2 separate regions of the Gossypium hirsutum genome follow, and region 2 is linked to region 1. A link is a contact called in public Hi-C data. All regions are on one chromosome and are shown on one strand. Each heading gives the region's core, a stretch centred on a gene start, on an enhancer-like site or on the middle of the called end of the contact. The rest is flanking DNA. Distances are from core to core; before and after follow the strand shown. Region 1 has its middle 7.8 kb from the start of LOC121230621. Region 2 overlaps LOC107901585 (reticulon-like protein B21).

What was found. A called contact is a pair of places that touch in the nucleus more often than the background predicts.
Region 2: a contact with region 1 is called in a Hi-C map of leaf, with 4 times the contacts expected there. The contact joins two enhancer-like sites. A contact is called at or near these places in 18 of 34 Hi-C or Micro-C datasets (anther, callus, fibers and 4 more).

What each region holds. Positions count from the first base shown.
Region 1 is chrA06:36,166,289-36,169,124 of Gossypium_hirsutum_v2.1, forward strand. No RefSeq gene overlaps it. Among protein-coding and RNA genes, the nearest start is that of LOC121230621, 7.8 kb to the left of the region's middle. Within about 2 kb of position 1,368, at least 2 of the 9 cell types and tissues checked have an H3K27ac peak or open chromatin away from gene starts, as enhancers often do. A contact at or near this core is called in hypocotyl and leaf, where this site is marked.
Region 2 is chrA06:36,306,498-36,309,333 of Gossypium_hirsutum_v2.1, forward strand. It overlaps LOC107901585 (reticulon-like protein B21), which reads right to left. Exons shown (of 9, transcript XM_016827641.2): 8 at 2,306-2,428; 9 at 1,249-1,539. The coding sequence ends at 1,346. Among protein-coding and RNA genes, the nearest start is that of LOC107901585, 14 kb to the right of the region's middle. Within about 2 kb of position 1,409, at least 4 of the 9 cell types and tissues checked have an H3K27ac peak or open chromatin away from gene starts, as enhancers often do. A contact at or near this core is called in hypocotyl and leaf, where this site is marked.

The DNA of each region.
Region 1 (2,836 bases), core at 118-2,617:
ACATGTATTCTTATTTCTTCCACAACTACATTCAATGGCTCTTAAGCTATATATTAGCTGTCTTGAGAACATCATCACTCCCTTTCCCAATAACTACTGTTATGATATATATATCATGAAATTTAATGCCATGCCTGCATATGTTCAAACATGGTATTACATGACAGATAGATTCATAGATTTCATCTTTAAAAAAAAAAATTCTATTCATTTTACATGATAAAATTAAATATTGAAAAAAATAAACAGTTGAAAATTTAATTATTAAATTTATTTGATATATTATTTAAGATAAATTATTGAATATAATTAGATTATTTGATAAATATATATTTTAAATTTTAAAAACATACTCTACATTTTATCTTTAGTTTTTAAATATTTCACTTTATTCTAAATAAAATCTTAAATTAAATTTTTTTATAATATAATAATATTAAAATAAATAAAATAAATTTTATCTACTCATTATTTTTATTTTTTTATAGAAAAAATTATCAAATTATTTTAATTTTAGATTCTCAAACATGCATAACCATTGAAAATCCTTAGTGGGTCATCACATCTTTAGGCCCATGTTTACATGGAGCTTGACCAACTATTAAGAATAAGGTTCATAGGGGTATACAAATACAATGAGTGGATTGGGTTTAAAAAACCGAAAACTTGTTTAACTCACCTCTCCTGAATAATAACCGATTTTAGGGGGAGAAAAAAAAAAGTATGGTTACAGAAATTGATATTAATATTATTATCTGTATAGGAAAATATGGATTAAAGTGTAATGTTGAGACACATTTATCTTTTTATTTAAAGTTAAAAGTAAAGTTAAAAGTTAGAAAGAATTATGGGTAATTTTCGTTAAAAAAAAATCTTTTTTTTCCAACAGAAGACTTGTATGCAAGTGGGGCGGCTTTGACTTCGGCTTCGGCCTTTGTTTTTGCAAGCGTTGGACAATGCAGTGCAGGCTTCTATCTGCTACAAAATAAAATCAACACCAAAACACTGCTAGTAATGGGGTACTGCTGTACCCTTCTCAGTGCCTAGATAGCTATAGTTTTCTTTCTCTCTTAAAATGCGTGCATGTCGTCAGAATGAGTGTAATATCAAATATGGAAATAGTTTTAGAAGGTAGCAGCGGGTTTCATCAAATACCAACTTTTGCAGTCTGCTGATCCAGAAAAAAACCCTTCCCTTTTTTGGTTTTAAATGAACTTGATTGATCATTAATTGATTTTTTTTAAAGCCTTATTCGACCCTTTCAACCTAAATAAACTGAAATTTCAAAATACATTATTGACCCAACGAGGCATTTAAATGGCTGGTCATGCAAGGATTCCATCAGGGCTTACAATTGGTGGTAAGGGGAGTGCTTATTGGAATTGGGCTGCTGCTCACATAATGCATTCATATTGGACGTGTTATTGTTTGTATTGAAAAGGGAGGTCACAATCTTAAAAAACACATATCTGAGTTTGATACATATCATGCAATTCACCAATAAATAATGGAATAGTTGATAAATCTTTTAAGAAAATTAGAAATTAATGGTTCATATATTTTCGAGTTATCTTTTCAGTCCAATAAAATTTTATAAAATAATATCTATTAACTCTTAATTCAAAATTTGGTCCTCCTCACCTACCCAGGTTTTATTATAAAGTTAACATGATTTTTACCTTGAAAATGCGGTAAGTAAAGCATTCAGTATCAGTGGGGTTTAGCTTTAACTTTACTTTGTTGATTTCCAAGGATTCTGGTAATCAATTTATGTGCAAATATTCTTTTACACAGCACTTACCAGTTGGCATTATGAGGAAACAAACTTGTTTTGGTTTATGCTGTTTTTCATTGTTCAAATTTTGTTATGTGGTTACATTGATTGGTGGCTCCTTCATATTAGACAGTAGGCAATTTTCCCTGTGTTGGAATTTGAACACCAAGTTGCAGTTATATTAACACTTGATTTTGAAGTAGATATAAATGATCAAAGATGGGATCATGAACTGATTTAGCATGAATAATTAAAGACACATACATCATAATGAAAACCTACATCATCATCATCATATGTAAGTCCCTAAAGTAGCCACATTTCCCACTTTTCTTATAACCTTTTGAAGTCACCATTGCCTCTCCTTTGTTCATATCTTTGTCTTGTTTTTTTGGTTCTCAGCTTTGAGAATATAGTATTTACATAAACGATGTCTTTATGCTTCAAAAGGAAACATTGGCTGTACTAGAACTAGACAAGTCCTTTATATGTATTTATCATATTTCAGTTTATTGTTGTAGTAATGGGGGAGGGGGGGTTGATGCTAACGACTGTTGCTTATCCAAATGAATCCGATGTCGAGATAAGTTGGATCTCTAAATGAAAAGTAAAGTTTTTTCAATGTTATTTTCTCCATTCACAAGACTTAAACACAAAACCCTATTTAAGAGACATTGAAATTCATATTACTCAATTCAATCCAAAATGCATACAGATTGTTGACAAATTAAACACATTTATCAAAAAAGTTATTAGGTAAAAATGGTTATATTTATGCACAAACACACACAAATGTATATATATGATCATATATATTGTATCTCAAACAATATAAGAGTTCTAGTTGTGACATTGGTGATTGATGGAGGGTGACAATAATATCATGGTTATAACGTTGGTGTTAGAAGTGTTAATAAAAGAGACTCAACCTCTATTCAAAAAGATTATTGACAAATTTATGTATCGATATTATATATTTTTTAAAGTACAAATTAATTTGATGGAATCCTTTTTAAGTGTTTTCATGCAAATTGTGAGTAATTTGCTAACTCGTTATTTGCA
Region 2 (2,836 bases), core at 159-2,658, 140 kb after region 1:
AAAATAAACCATCCACTTGATATCAAACACCACCATTTTTGGCTTTTTTTATTACATTTATTATTTGAATAATAATAATAATAATAATAATAATTGTTTTTATAGATAAATGCTGAAAACCATTGTGATGACAAGCTCAATCACCTTAATCAGTACACTATGGGCAAAAGAATGATGAAAGAAGCCTAATTAAGTAGGTAAATATCTCAATCATGCATGCATATATATAAATGTCAACTATGTATGATTATATTAATTTGAAATAGGTTAAATTTTGTTTTTAATCCTTTTATGTTTAAATTTGAAATTTAATCTTTATCTAGTTTTATGATGTAATTAATTACTCCAAAGTATTTAACTAAAAACATAGATTTTTCTTTGAAACATCTGTCCAATACCAAACATTTTAGCATGATAAATGAGAAAGGTGTTTTAAGAAAAATTTATGTTCACATTAATTAAAATAGTTAATTTTGTTAACTACTTAGATTAATCTATGGAATTATAAAAATAGTACTAATTATGCTAAATTAAAATATAGGGATACTAACAAGTGTTGGGGTTGTGGTCATTGCACTTCCAATTTCATGAACTTAGGTTCAAACTCTAAAAGTGACGCTTTTGGAAGTGGCAATAGTAAATCCTAAAAGGATTAGTTTTCATGGATTGTAAATTGGGCATAAAAGATACCTTGGTCAAACCAAAAAAATAAAAGGACAAGTATAAAATCTAAATATGAGCATAGTAGAGGGACCAAACCTAAATTTGACCTTTAAAGCAATATTTTTGCTTGGATTTCTTAGGGGACATGGCAGAAGCTCATTTGACATACTAAACAACAGTTGTTTCAGATGAGACAAAGTAGTCCATTTTTGTGTTGAATTTCTTGATGATTCATCTAATAAATTCAGAAACTTGAATTCCAATTACTTCTTATGTGAATGTATCTCATATGAGGATAATTACAATAAAAGATGTTTTGAGGTCATCTTGTTTTCCAAATATCACAAATATATGAAAATTTTACACATGGATATTTTATTGATATAATATATTGTCTTCTAATTTAAAGGTGGGAATGAATTATGGATAAAAGTAAATTTATATAAGAAAAATACAATTTAAATCTCATTAAATTAATATTTTTTAATTTTTTAATTTTAGGGATATAATATAATTTGCCAAAACCCCTACCTGCATACACTTGTTAGCTAGTAAAGTAACTTAAACCAAAACAAAAGAGAAAAGTTACTATCACTATAAAACTTTATATATCAAAAAAATGAAGTGAAGCAAAGAAGAAAGTGTCCAAAACATGTTGTGACGTGTGATATATATATATATATTAGGATCTTTTCTTTAATTTATTTGGTAGCATTTTAGATGGCCCAACAACACCATGTCTTAGTCTTTTTTCCATTGGATTTGGTGGTGCTTGGTATGATTCTCCATTGGTATGCCCAGTTTCAGCCTCCACCCAATCCTCCTCGCCCACCATTTTTTGTTGATAGTATCGGAAGGCCACAAATAGCATGAAAGCTACACAATTTTAAATAATAATTATCAACTCAAGCTCAAACACGAACATTATAATACTCAATTTAAAAGGATTGATAATCTAATTGATCTTTTCATTATAATATATTTTTATATTATGAAAAATTACATGTTTATCGTTATTTTATAGAAAGAGCTTAAGTAGGAACAAGATCGAGTTTGTATACAAATAAGTTTAATCATATTCGAGCTCAAAATTAAATATGAAAATTGATAAATTAACTTAATCAAACTTAAATTTGAGCAGCTCGATCTGAGGTTGAAATTAAAAATTAAGTTCAAATTTTACGTTGACCTCGAACTTACCAATATTTGAGCATAGCTCAACTCAATTATGTTGTTAGTTTTAGAGATTAGTTAAAAAAAAGTGGTGTGAAATTATAGTTTTTGTCTTTATATTAAATTTGAAGATTTAGCCACATAATTTAATTTTTTACCATTATTAATATTATTCCTTAATCTAAACCATTAACATCTTCACCAAAATTCCTTATCAAGTTTGATTTCGATTTTTTAAAATTAAAAAACTGCATTCCAAATCATATATTAGCGATTTAGACTTTTGAATTTTGGATTTTTAAAGAAAATCCTATAAACCAATTACCAGAAATTTTTAATGGTATTAGCGATTTAGACTAAGGCATAACATTAATGGTAGTAGAAAGATCAAATTATGCTAAATTAAGTATAGTATAGGGACAAAAACTACAAATAGACCAAAACAGTGAAGTTGTGTCAATTTGCTTACCAGCCCAAATGCGAGCAACAATTGAAGATAGGTTCCAAACCAGGGTGAAGATGGCCACTCCCACTGCTTTTTTATGTGTGCATGTCTCCCATGCATCTTCAATGCGTCCAATCCAAAATTTTCCTTCATATTTCACATAAATTTTTTAAATAATAATAATGAGATTATTTTGAATTTTATATTAAAAATAATTCAAATATGGTTTAGGTCCTTCTACTATGTTTAAAGTTGACATTTAGTCCTTGTAATTCTCAGCACAATGAGTTGGAAAGAGGCTTTTAGGGGGGGGGAATCCATGTCAACAGTTAACCGTGTTAACTATTTGGACTAACTAACGACATTATAAAAATTGAGAGACTAAAATTATCCAAATGAGAGTATAAGGACTAAATCCAAAATTTAAGTATTGTAGGGGGACAAACTATAATGGTCAAATAAGAATAGATGACATATTAAATAATAAATAGTTAGTTCAAGCCTTTTAACAGTTTCAAAACATTAGGTAGTTTAAAGTATCACTTAATCTTAAAT